Linked DNA regions of Rattus norvegicus: region 1 is linked to region 2. A link is a contact called in public Hi-C data. All regions are on one chromosome and are shown on one strand. The core of a region is the stretch at or near the end of the contact, and the rest is flanking DNA. Distances in the headings are between cores, read along the strand shown.

What was found. Hi-C and Micro-C count contacts between places; a contact is called where the count stands out from the background.
Region 1: a Hi-C map of Schwann cells shows a contact between it and region 2, with 8 times the contacts expected there. The contact joins two enhancer-like sites. A contact is called at or near these places in 11 of 12 Hi-C or Micro-C datasets (the Rat2 cell line, Schwann cells, frontal cortex and 6 more).

The regions. Positions count from the first base shown.
Region 1 is chr5:117,884,810-117,891,772 of GRCr8, reverse strand. It overlaps Nfia (nuclear factor I/A), which reads right to left. Exons shown (of 11, transcript NM_012988.2): 11 at 1,395-1,927. The coding sequence ends at 1,910. Among named protein-coding and RNA genes, the nearest start is that of Rps18l5, 220 kb to the left of the region's middle. Within about 2 kb of position 4,347, at least 53 of the 93 cell types and tissues checked have an H3K27ac peak or open chromatin away from gene starts, as enhancers often do. A contact at or near this core is called in Schwann cells, where this site is marked.
Region 2 is chr5:117,525,727-117,532,460 of GRCr8, reverse strand. LOC120103114 (a long non-coding RNA gene) reads left to right here. Exons shown (of 3, transcript XR_010066547.1): 3 at 1-6,416. It also overlaps a transcript of Nfia not described here. Among named protein-coding and RNA genes, the nearest start is that of Nfia, 28 kb to the left of the region's middle. Within about 2 kb of position 2,725, at least 74 of the 93 cell types and tissues checked have an H3K27ac peak or open chromatin away from gene starts, as enhancers often do. A contact at or near this core is called in Schwann cells, where this site is marked.

The DNA of each region.
Region 1 (6,963 bases), core at 3,098-5,597, 360 kb before region 2:
TCTTCCCAGGAGTTTCAGTCACTTGATTGTATAGGACAGTAGTTGAGCCCTTCTGAAGGGCTGAGACAGTTTAAAGGCAAGTGCCTAGACTGGGGTTACAATATTGTCTTAATGCACTCTACTTTATCCTACATTAGCTATATAAAAATTAGTTACTAACACTAGAACATGCAGAGACTTCCTCTGGTGGGCAGGGCCTGCCGACCAGAACACATATATACGTATAGTATAGGAAACCGTGAAGTCGCATGGGAAGCAAGGGGGTGCTTCGCTGTCTGGTAGAAAAATCACTTGCATTTTTTTTTGTTTATTTATTTGTTTCTGCTTTTTTTTCTGTTTTGATTTTTTTTTGTCTTTTTTTTTGTCTTTTCTTTTTTCCTTAAACATAAGATACAAGACATTTGGGGGTGTGTGTGTGTGTGAACATTTTGTTTTTGTTTGTTTGTTTATTTTCCCTAACAAGTACTTTGATCTGAATGGGCTCACACAGTTATGTCCTTATCAGTGTTAGTATTATTTCCCCGTAGCCCAGTTCAGGGTTTGCGAAGGGTCTTTGAAACTTCTGGACAATGTCTGGTTACGACGAGGCGTTTGAAAACCGATAGATCTGGTGTTGCCATACATGTGTAAAATTTTCCAGAATTGGCATAATTCATTATAGTGATTTCTAGCTTATAAAATTAACAGATACCATGATTTCATTTGAGTTATGTGCTTTGATAACAGAAAATAATTAATTAGCATTTAATGTAGTTAACATATTGTGGTAAAAGCACCATTAGATTTGTATTTTTTTTTTTGTTTTTTTTTTTAAATTTTCCTTCGGTTTTTTTTTTTTAAAGGGATACAAGTTTAACAATAAAAAACATAAAAAGCAAAAATAGCTCCCCTTTTTCTTGCAAGGCTGTTTTTTTTTAACCCCAATAATTTAGAGTCCTGGGGTGGGAGGACTTGAAAAACAAAAATAGAATTTTCAACAATCTCTATCTTACAAAGATACTTAGCTATCCAATGAAATTGCACTTCACTCAATTCAAAATTCGATTGTTTTGATTCCTGTCAGTTTCTGTCAAAACAGACCATCTTCCCCATTTCCATGTGAACTTTTGTGTCATTGTTGAAATTGTTGAAAAATGTTTTTTTTTAAATGTAAGTGCAGCATTTCAAAACTTAATAAAAAAACAAAACAAAACAAAAAAACAAACAACCGAACTGAGAGTAGTAGTAGTAGTCTTTGCTGTCTTTTTGGATTTGCTCTGCAACATGAGTGGGTTCACTGTCCTTGAGGGTTGTGTTATGTATTTAACTGCTGACTGCTGAACCAAACCAAACTAAAAGAAAGATCAACTTAACTGCATTTGCTTTTTCTAATATGTTACAGAAAAAAAAGAAAACCCAAAAAACATTGCCCTTTGAGTGTCCTGTAAGTTACAGATCACAGATCTTAGCTACTACGAAAGATTTCATTCTCCAGGTGTCTCCAAGTGCTCCGGGAGGGTCACACACCTGCGCGGGCAAATTCTTGAAATACTGTGAAAAGGCCAGGCTCACAAGTGTTACAACAGGAAGTTCGTGAGCAAGGCTCATCCCCTACCAGCCGCTTCACCTACTGCTCACACCACCACTGGAACACTTCAAATGTCACACAGCCCAACCATTTCCAGCACCATATGAGAAATTACGACAGTCCCTAAAGTATTAAAAAAAAAAAAAGAATCCCGAAAAGTTATGGCCTTTGCTGTTTGACCACGACGTTCGCTGTTTCCATGTACAAGTTGATTCGAGTTGGTGTCTCTCCCCTTCCACTGACAGTGAAGTTGTAACTGCGCCGGGTTGAGGTTGCGTCCATGTTACAGAGTTGAGAAGGGGTCAGGTGGTCTGTCTGGAGGATGGTGGGACGCTGCAACTTTTATCCCAGGTACCAGGACTGGAAGACAAAAAGAAAAGTCCGGTTAAAATGCAGATGTTGTGGGGTTGGGGATTTAGCTCAGTGGTAGAGTGCTTGCCTAGGAAGCGCAAGGCCCTGGGTTCGGTCCCCAGCTCCGGAAAAAAAAAAAGAACCAAAAAAAAAAAAATGCAGATGTTGTGCTCCGTGTAGGGGCTCATGGGTAGCTCTCGGCTGGTATAAGCAAGGCCCACAGTGGTCCTCAGTGAGCAAACACAAACAACGTTCAATTTTGTAAAACTATTTTTGAAAGTTGCTCTTTTAACCATGGGATCAGAATTGACCTTGAGGAGGGGGTGGTTCTTGTGGACAACAAAAGACAGATGATAGTAAATCCCAAGCCAAGGAGATTTATCTTACTCCTCTGACATTAAAATTCACTGCCTTTGTGGGCTTTGCCAATGTTTTGAGTATATCTTACTAAGTGAGGACTTTCTGGCCACATGGCATTCACATTAGGTTTTGTAACCTAGTGGTGAGCAATTATAGGAGGACAAGGAACCTGGCTATCTTATTAGTACCTAGCACCATGCCTGGGAGCGCTCACACTTTTCAATGGGATGTAGATACTAAGGACAGGTGCCGAGCCTACGAACACAGCATTCTGTAGGTGACCCGTGATAGCAGTTACAGCAGAAAGGTCTGGTGGCAAACACATTGGTGACATGGTGGGTGGGAAGTCGGACTGGAGTATTTATGGTGGCAAATCATCTTCCTTTCAACTGAATATATATACACAAGTATATTCTTAGAAAAGATACGTAATAAATAAGATGGCTCCTTATGAAGTCAAGTTCATGGTGGAAATGAGACCACTGTAGACCTCATTTATGTTTCTGTTCACTCAGAAAAGCCTTCGAGCTTTCTGCCAGCTTGTGGAGCCAGTCTTGTGTCCCTTTCAGAAATGTCCAGGTAACTACCTTTGTGTCTGCTGCATCCTTTGTCAACAAAGAAAGTTCGCTCAACAAAATGAGCTATTACAGAGCAATCTCAAAACTAATGTCTCAAGTGAAGCTAAAAATTGTATGACTTTTTTCCCCAGCTTTCTTCTAAGTATTCTGAAGAATTCAGTACTTTTTGCAAGAGTCAGAAAACCTACCAGCTTCTAGGCAAGGCTAATGGCTGTGAGCTCTGTATTGAAAACATCAGGGGGGTTTACGTCAGTCAGAACTGATTCTGGAGGGCTAAGGCTCACTCTTGTGGGGGTGATTCAATTAGGGGAAAGTCGGGACTCCTTTGATCCCAGGGATAAACGGCTAAATGATAGCTCCGTGGAAGTTGGTGTAAAATTTCCTGGTCACACAAGGCACCTTTGATTTCCAAAGGCGCTTATAAGAAAACAAAACAAAACAAAACAAAAACCTTTAGCTCAAATCACAAAACTCCTCATCCTGTAGACTCGTAGATTTTACTCTCTGACCAATAAAGCTGCTTATATCTGGAAAAGAAATCACCCTGCTAAGGGCACATGGCCTAAATCGAAGTGGACAAAAGAAAAGATCAGTAAGAAAGAAAGGGGACGGAAGCAATCTCCAAACCATGTTTGTTTTAAGTCTCTCCTGATCTCTGACACAGATCCATTTTCCATATCTGCTCTTACACAGAACAGTCTCAAACTGAGTGGCAAGTGCTGTTCTCAATCTGTCTGCATGCTTTCGAAGGCAGTTGTGAAATTCCGGACTTCTTCAGTGTGGCAGTCCTGAAGTAAAGGCCTGGGACCCAGTGAGTCACCAGGGGGAGCAGTTTTCCGTCCCATAGTTTCTGTACCCAGGGCGCTACAAAAATCAGCAGTGCCCCCCCGCCCCCGTACTTCTGTTAAAAGGCGAAGCAAAGCTAACCAAAGCAAAGGAAAAAAAAGTTTCTTCACACATCTTGCTATTCAGTGTGTGCCTCACCCACAAGGTTACCCCAGAGCAGCTCTGTAACCCTTCACTGAAATAGGCTTTATTGATTGCTCTGGTCTATTGTTCTCTTTTCAAGTCCCCCAAGTTCAAGTTCATCCTGGTGTTACATCATGTCTGGTTGCTCTTAGCAACCAGACAGACCCAGACGTGACTATCATTAGCAAGAAACCCGCCACTCTCCTCCCACCAACCTTCCAGTGGCTCTGACGTAGCAGGCCCACTGCAAACACACTGAAGTATTTATTCTGCCTAATTTATGACCTACCCAGCAAGCTAGACCCCCACTCCAAAAACCAACACTGTTGTATATTTAATTAATCTGTCTTTCTTTGGCATTCGAGAAAGTTAGACAAAGGACTAATTATTGTGTTTCGCTCTCCACACTTTTCTTTTGGGGGGGGGGTGAATATTTGCCTGGGAAAGAAAGCGATGAGGCCCCGAGTTGGCCCCTCCCCCTTTCCTTTCTGCCCTTTTGACATCTCATGAAATACTTTAGCTGCTTAAGGGAGTTAGGAAAAAAAAACTGCACTGTGAATGTTACTCCTTCTGAGTTGGTACTCAGTAACACAAATCAACTCACGACATGTTTAAATTTAAATGCTAACCACACGCTCTCAGAGTTACTTTAAAGGTTAGTTTTTAATCGATAGAAGGTGCTGACTCTGGGTTTTTGAGCTGCGCGCTGCAACTCCGGGGCTTTTGTCTAATGGTAAAGCTTGGGAACTTTTTTTTCCTTGAGATGATTTTAGCAATGATTTGCAGATACTGAGACCATTGTGCTCCGACCAGCAACATGTCAATAGAGGAGCTGAGCTGCCCTGTGGTGGGCTGTCAATATGACTCCTAAGGCAGGGGTTGGGGGTCTTTAATAACCCGTGAAAAAACGTTAATTAACCCTTTCAGGCCCAAACCAAAACCTATTCTCCCACTTTTCACTCCTGTAATTTGACCATTAGTACTTATTTCAACATCACACTAATCTTCATGACAATTAACCCAGCTACTTGACCAAGGGCTTCCAGAATGGGAAGTCAGTTAGGGGGAACCACACACGAACATTTTTTTTCTTTTTCCTTTTCTTTTTTCTTTCTTTCTTTCTATTTTTTTGAATGAGGTCTCTTAGTAAATGATCTTTAGAAATGTAGCCGAGAAACAGTTGTAAACAATAAGAAATTAATCCGTTTTGCCAAGGTTTCGATCCGTCCATTCGTAGCTGAAGACACTGGTGGTGACAATGTGACAACCGCCCACACAGAGGTGCCCCTGGCTTTCTTTAGGCTTCCGTGAACTGCCAATCGCATCAGATGGGTAAGGCAAGAGCAGGAAAGACTCTTTTTCTTGTGGCATTTTCCTTTTAATTTCGATTACTTGAAAACGTTGCAAGTGTGAGAACACTCACTAAAGAATGACTCTGCACCTTTCTTCTTGGGGCAGAAAGAAGAGTCGGTGACTGGGAAATTCTTGGGTTGAATCAAGTCATTGGGGGAAATACTGGCACATGAAACAAAATTCATCGGTGCAGAGTCAGAAAATCATCCTCACATCTGACATCTGCTTGGGTTTCATATGGCTTCTGCCTTCATACTTTATAGGCCCTTAATCTGCCCTACTGTATCCAGGCCACTACAAAGGACTCTCTGTCCCTTATCTGCAGAGTGGCAATATTACAGTACTGCATGGGAGGATGTTATCTTGATACATTTACATCGAGGAAGTAAACACTGAGCTTTGATCTATCCCCCCCCACCCCCACAGGAACATTCAACTACAGTTTGATTTGGTGGCCCATAAATCCACACTCCCACGGAGGCTCTAGTTTCAAGAAATTAGCCACGTTACATTCTCAACGTCCATAGTTTGGGATGTACCAGGGGCGGGAGGGGGGACCTGTCCTCTTTCAGTGTTCAAGGTGAAACATCAAAAGAAATCTGCAGGCCAAGAGCTCAGCTTTCCTCCTAGCCGGTCAGATGGAGAAGTAATCTCATCAGGTTGGAAAGTGCTGACTCAGGATTTAATAAAGTGCCTGCAGATGCGGTGTCTCTAAGGTATTCAACTCATGTAATGCAAAACAGCTCTGCGCTGAACGAACGCGCTTATAAAATTTCATTTAACCATTGCAGCACGGTTCTCTTAGGAGTTTTATCACACTTCTCGCCCCTTAATTTACAGCTCCATGAAAAGTTCCAGCCCCATTCTGTGGGGATTCTGGAATGCTCACAGTAGTCAGGATTTACGAACCATCAACAGCCTTCATCCCACTGCATCCTAAACAAGAGGGCTGAGATGGCAGCAGGCACCGTGACAGTGGCAGGCTGGTCCTTCTCTTGTGCCTTGGTTGTGCACAGTTGCAAAGTGGAGATGGTCCTGAGTCTACTGGAGATGGGCAACCAAGACTCACCCTCCCAGTCCACAGCCAATATTACAACACATGCAACTTCTTTTACTTTCTGCTCAGAGGGCAGGGCATACATTTTTAAAAACAAAAAAGAAATAGATCTGAGATGTTTATATTTCACTTTGAAAGGGCAGAGAGAAAGAGAGAGAGAGAGAGAGAGAGAGAGAGAGAGAGAGAGAGAGAGAGCGCAGTGAAGAGCAGGACTGACTCACTGAGGCAAAATCTGTTTTTCAAATTAAAAACTTGAACAAAAGGGCCTCGGGGCAAAGTTTAACACTGCACGGAAGGAGGTTGTTAATGTGGAACCCAGAACTGGGTGTGACGCTTAGCTTTCTTCTCCGGGCAAGGTGGGTTATTTAAGGACATTTACACACATAAACGGAAATACAAAAATACAGGAAGCTCCCCCTCCAACACATCACTCCCCACCAGCCACACAAGGGACACAGCAAGCAGGTCTGCATTGAGCGCAGCTGCCATATTGTCCCTCCTGGTGATGTTGCCTCTGCTGGACCACACTAATCCAGTCGGTTAGTCATTTTTGGCTTCCTGTTCTTGTTTGCATGAACTAAGCCTACTATTTAGCACAAATGAGTTGTCCTTGGCAAATCAGCCAAAAGCTGGGGTGTGTGTGTCGGGGGGGTGTCCACCCCCCACCCCCACCCCCGGCTCTGACACAGAAGGAGTAGACAGACCTCTGTGTGTATTCCTGGCATCTC
Region 2 (6,734 bases), core at 1,476-3,975:
CCCCACCCATTTGGACCACGGGTATCTTCTATTTTAGACCCAGAGAAGAGCAGAGTCTCGACGAGTGGAGGCAAGGAACTGGAGGAACAGAAGCTGAGGCCAAGGTCAAGACTGTGGCTGAAGGAGGTGGCAGCTAGGTGCTGCCCTCTGGCCCAGGAGTTGACCTCGACTTGCTGAAGTCCTGAGCAACGCTCCGGGAAGGGGGAAGGGGGTTGGGGGAAGGGGGAGGGGGAAGGAGGGAGAGCCACGGCTGACCAGCCCTCGATCTTTGGAAGCTGAAGCCCACTGAGAGCCTTTTAGTAGTTGTCCTGAAAGGAAGATCGGCTGTTAAGCACAGCTGAACTTCGAAAGGCGCTCTCTGGCGCGACTTCTTTCCCTGTTAAAGATTTGGGAGAGGCCTGAGCCCTGACGTTTCTATCTCCCCCAACTCCCGGGAAACCCGATCTAATTGTTCACTAATTCTCCATTAATAGGCCCTCTACCTCGGCAGCCGGTCCTCAGTGGCTTAGGTGATGGAGCGAGTTTATCAGTCTCCTCATAGGGAAAGTGTTGCACGAGTTTGAAGTATTGTAAGCAGTTACAAAGTAACCCCAAAACAAAGCAGATACAAACCCAAACCAAAGGCCAACCAAAATGAAAATAAAATGCCCTCTTTACGGCACAAAAAGCCTTAAGTGTGCTCACTCTTGCTCAGTCATTTGAGTCCTTGAACCGCACAGGAAAACAGCTCTTCCAGGCCTTCTGGAGGACAACTTAATGACACTGCAGTATATCATCAGGTTAAAACGTTTTCCAGAGCAGGGTTTCAGAGAAGCATCTTTGCCACTAAGGGTGGAACGTCTGCTTACAGAGAGGGCTGCCTGCAGGAATGGGGGAAAGGCTGGGTGCAGCCCAACTATAAGCCCAAAGTTTTCAACTTTGGGAGCACAGTACTGGGTACTGTGGGCCGTGGAGTGTCAGCCTCTGGAGCAGACAGGACTGTAGGCTGAGCTGTTTCCCACTGCTTGCTGCAACTCTGCAGCAGACATTGTCCTCTCCTATTGCCTGACTGACTGACTGACTGACAACTGACTGATCATAACCCTTCCTTCTAATGCCCAAAGTTCCTGCCTCTTTGTGCTTGGCCTTAAGTCAGGCCTGTTCCCCACATATTTACGTGTGATAAGCTCTTGCTCTTTGGCTGGCTGAAGAACCCAGAATGTAAAGGTGTGTGTTTGGGGGAAGGGGCACAGCAGTCTATCACCCACATTCATTTATGCTTTTCAAGGGGAAAGTGGCAGAGTTCTGTACTTTCTCAGACAGGAGAGCTTGTGGAAGCCATAACAGTGTTCAGATTTCATGTGTCTAAATCTCCACTCAAACCCTCTTAGCAAACACAACCCAAGCCGAACATTCCTAGTCCTCCAGGGGTTTCCACACTGTTAGGTAGTGTCTTCTTAAATTATCTCTTGGAAAGAGGATACCAACTTTCAGTAAACCAGTAAGTGCTCCCTTGCTCCTGGTAAGTTATATTCATCAAGTGTGGGCTACAAGCTAGTCATTCAAGACCTTGGCCCAGGTCTCAACCCTGGAATAGGAATGAAGACTTCATTTATGGCTTGGGGGGGGGGGGGACCCTTTTCATCCAGTTTACCAAGGAGGAAGAGTGCTGAGTGCAATGTGGGCACCCACTTTGTAGGAGACACAATCCATCCACCAGCTTTGCTAACATTGGAAGCACAATCTCAACATGTCCACCATTCTCTGCATAAATGCCCTGGTAGGGGACCAGATCACGAGGCCTTTGTGGTTTCTGTCTCTTTTACCCACCAGCTCGGTGAATAAATCACACACCTGCCCTCTCAAAAGAGGCCAAATCCAGTTTCTGCCTCCCAGGGAGTATGAAGATCACTTTTGTTGGAGTTACTGCCCAAAGCAATTGCTTGAAGTTTTAAGACTCACGTAGAGACTAGGCCTGGTGATATTCCTGCTAAAGTTAACCCTAGGGAAGAGTGCAGTGCTGGAATTCCAAGATCAGAGTGTTAAAATGGGTCTCAATGTAATGGTTCCATAACAGTATTTTCTATTTCTCGTATTCCCTTCTTAGGGGCGGCACATCTGAAGCACAAGAGACTAATAGATACACTCCAACTTTCCTCAAGATAAAAGCTGCCACTAAATGGAGTTGCAACCAAGCGTCGCAACTGCACATACCCCGTTGCCATTGTTTATTTAAATTTACCCCAACAGTTATTTTATGGACTTGAGGACGTGTAACAGGTTCTAATTGGTAGGGGGCGGGGAAAGTCTAGTCAGGTGTCTTTTACTGTTTTCCGATCAAAGAAAGAGTTTGGGTAAAAGAGTAAGCTTTTTGCAGTGTATTTTCTAAGCATTCTTTTCAGTGGCTGTAGGCTTTCCTTCCCTAGACCTCTAAGAGTCATACAGTTCCGCTTTCACTTTTCCTCCCCACAGCCTCGCTAACACACTCTCCCGCCTGTCCCAGGCCGCTGGTACGGAGCGGAGGACCCCCACGATTCCCCCTAACCTAACATGCTCAACTTCAGAAGCTTCTAGGAGAAAATGTCTTCTTCGCGAAGTACAGTCGGAGCAAATCATCCACCTAGAGTTCCCTCCGCTGCTGCAGTAGAAAGGACTTCGGTTGATCTTCAAGCTGGAACCCGCGCACGGGACGTATCCGCCGGTGGCCGCAGCGGAGCAACCCAGGCCGGAGGTTGGCGCCGCCCTACACGTCCTCCCGCCCCGCGGGACATCCCAATGACCCGGTCACTCAGCGCCCAGCCACCGTGGGACCCCACTCTCCTTCCCTACTCTGTTCCGTCTCTCGAAGTGCCCCCAGCCCAGCTGCAATGTGATCACTCCCGACACCCGGCTCCATCGCGTATAACCCCACGCGGGTGAGCTGGGATTCGAATATGGGAACTCAATTTCGCAACGAAAAAGCTCAGGGCCAGGACCGGGTCAGAGGGAAGAAAGACCTTGAAGAGACCGCCCAGGGTGCAGATAGCAGGTCCTGAGGAGGCGGTCTGCGGTTCCCTAAGCAGACTCTGCAGGTGCACCCTGCTGCTTCTCTTGCAAGTCTTTTGAGGTTTGACCTTTTAGAGCTTTGTAAAGTTGTCTCTCCCCGCCCCTCAATCACGGGGTCACACTAGGGATCACACTGTCCTCAGTCCTCTAGTCCCATTGCTGACTTTGGGGAAAGGGGTATAAGAATGAGGGTGGCCTGGGCCGCAGGACTATTGGGGTTCGAGCACCGCTCTGGAGCGCCACGCTGGGCAGAGAGCGCTCAGAGCTCGATCACTACGCTCTACCACTTGGGAAGTGCAGCTTAATCGTTCAGCTCCGCCCACCCCGGAGGAGCGGGGGTGGGGTGGGGGTGGAAGGGGGGAGTGAGGTCGGGGGAGAAAAGAACAGAGAGAGAGAGAGAGAGAGAGAGAGAGAGAGAGAGAGAGAGAGAGAGAGAGAGAGAGAGAGAGAGAGAGAGAGAGAGAGAGAGAGAGAGAGAGAGAGAGAGAGAGAGAGAGAGAGAGACTGGTGACCCGGGTTCTCTTCTTTCAAGTTCCCCTAAGCGAAGCAGGGCGCCACCTACAGTCGAGTTCTAACTAGCACGTTGGTGAGAAGGCTGGTGAACCTTTCCTAAACAAGGCCGGATTTTGGGCACAGCCATCTCATATTTGTAATCACTCCAGACCGATCGGTCTGTTGGCAGGCAGCAACAGACGAGACCATACCGAAAATGCGCGTTGGAGGCGTGCAGAAGTTGGGAAACAGAACAGTACTAGCTCTGATTGGACTTGTTCGCGCTCTAATGGTTTGGCTGGATTTTGATTCCAGTATCTCCTCCAGGTTTCAGCCAAGGAGAGCAGCAGTCAATTTCATTAGGAAGAGTATCTGTGTGACCTTAAACAAGTCGCTCCGTCATTCACTCTCCTTTCTCATCTCCTTTAGAACTATAGCTGTGATAGTTTTTTTTCCCCCTAAATTAATGAGACAAAGTAGGTGAGAAACTGCTGGTGCTAAGAGCTCCTACCTATTTTTAAAGGAGGGGAAACCTTCTGAAAAATAAAACTTTAAAGCCATTGAATATGTGTTTTCTGCTCCATGAAAGATTAGGTCTTTATAAGGAAGAGATGAGAAAGCCAGCCAAGTGGCCCCAATAACTGATTCAAGCACTGGCTATTGGCTCTTCTCTCTAGCTAATCTCCTCATAGACAAAGGAAACATATTAATGGCTGGCTGTGACTACTTAATTACCATTTTGTTTTATAAATTGTTAATTACCACGTGGATGTCATATGATATACATTATCCCCACTGTAAAGACAAGGACATACAGTTCGGAGATGAAAGTTATATCTGTAACTTCAGCAGACCCAAGTCTGTTTCTGAACCTGCTTTTGATGTGTAGTATTAAGTACTGGGAGATCAGGCTAGGAGTTTTTCCATAGGAAGTCACATGATTTTTCATAGCACCTTGGAGAAGAACTGAGGGTTCCTGAAAGGGGGAATGGAGGGCCAGGGAGGTCAAGGATGTCACTTTTGTGGGAGGTGTAGAGGCAAGGGTTTGTTTCCTCTTACAATTCTAGGTTATGTGGGTCAGTAAAGGAAGGCAGGGTGAGAACCTGGAAACAGGAACCAAAGTGGAAGCCATGGGGGAAAGTGCTTACTGGCTAGTTCTTGGCGTCCCTGCCTGTTTTTTCCAAGGGAGTCATTTTCAGAAGTGGCAGAGAAGGGTCACAGGGAACCTTCCTCTGACTACACGTAAGTGACCTGTACTGGCACCTGTGTCGGGACACTTGTAAGACTTATCAAGATAAGCCAGGCAGGAGAATTGGATGAGCTGTGCTGAAGGGACTGTAGCCTAAGCAGTGGTAACTATTGTAGAGTTTCCTTAGGAAATCTTGACAGTGGAAGAAAGAGCCCGGCATGGGGGCAGTAGGAAAAGCCAGAGATAGACTGACTTATACTTCTATTAATATAATTAGTCTGCGCTTACCTCATGGCCTACACAGCCAAATTTCATCAAACAGCCCAATGAAAAGTTTAATAGAGCAATTGCTGTCCTGGCATCTGAACTACAGCAGTTGGGCTCTGTTGTTCTTGTTATGGGAATATATACATTAAGTTTGCCCCCAGCTCAACCCTGGGGCTTCATGAATGCTGGGCAAGTGCTCTACCATTGAGCTAGAGTTCAAGGCCAACACTGCACTTTTTTTTTTTTTTAAAATATCGACTATGTTACTGCTTTGTGTCCTTGTAATATTAGAGTCATTTCTTTCTTTTTTCTTTTTCTTTTCTTTTCTTTTTTCTTTTTTTGTAGTGGCATTTCATAATGAAAGGTTTGGATTACACAGAGAAGCAAATTACACTGCTTTCAGCATTTTGGGGTTACCACTGTGGAAAATTATGCATGAGCTTCCCTTCCTATCCATCAAAGCGTAAAACCCAAACCATCATTCCTACCCATAGCACTGCCTCTACACTAACTAGTAGAATAGCCAGACTTATCAGAGGGCCTCGACGCTGTGAAAATGGCTTGGCCTATAAACTTATCTGTGCACAAGTGTGACCTGAGCTCAATCTCCATATCTGTGTCAAAGAGTAACTGGGGAGAAAAGATCTGCAGGGCTGCTGGTCATCAGTCAAGACCAATTGGCAAGTTCCGGGCTCAGTACGAGATCCTGTGTCAAAAACTATGATGGGAAGTTACTGAGGAAGACACTTAACATTGACCTCTGGCTTCCTCCTCCCTCTCTCTCTCTCTCTCTCTCTCTCTCTCTCTCTCTCTCACACACACACACTCACACACACTCACACACATACACACACTCACACTTACACACACACACACATACACACACACACGTATGTACATGAGTCCGTAAAGTGAAGCAACAGATAGTTTAGCTGGAGCATTGTCCATAAACCAGGCATCCATCCTCCTGCCAGCTCCAAGTATAATCCTTCTACTTGCCAATACATGACTAGGAGCCCAGACTTTGGCTAGTTGTCTCCACTTTCCACATAGTGACAGTGTTTCTAATAACCTAATAGACTTTCATTTTGAAACACATGGCACAAAGAAATCCATTAGCAGAAGAGCCCTACTGGGTACCTAATGCTTTAAAGTCATGCAGTAAGGTCAGGTGGCCAGGTTGTCAGTTTGTTTATTTACTTTTTTGGTGACTCATTGGTAATTAAGAAGGCTTTGTTGTAAGAAGAGGCAGGTGACAGAATTTTAGAGTGTGCTTTATGTGTCCCATGTTATTCTGTTTTTTAGCAGAACTACAAAGAAATAAAAGAGTGTTTCTTCTTGGAAGTTTGAGATACAAGTTTTAGGGTAGAAACTTCCTCTAGGCTCCCATTCTAGGGTCCAGACCTTAATTTTGCTATAATAAAACAATGCAACAAATCTCAAAGAGAATGTGTCTCAACTCAGACATTTCCTCCCCAAAGTTACAGCCTGCATCCTAGAATTTTAATGTTTCTGATTTCATCTTCCATATTGCTCCATAAATAAGTGACTCGAGAAAGCACTTGAGGAAAGTTGGGAGTTATAGTGTGTGACCTCATTTTATACACAGCCACATACGGACAGATTTACAAGGGACAGCACTGCTCTGCTGGGGGTGGGGACCTATGCTGTTGTCTACTTTGTTACCATGTTTTCTACGTTATGGAAACACATGTCTGTCAGAATAAGTGAGTTTGTCTCCAGTGGTCTTTAGTAAAGAAGA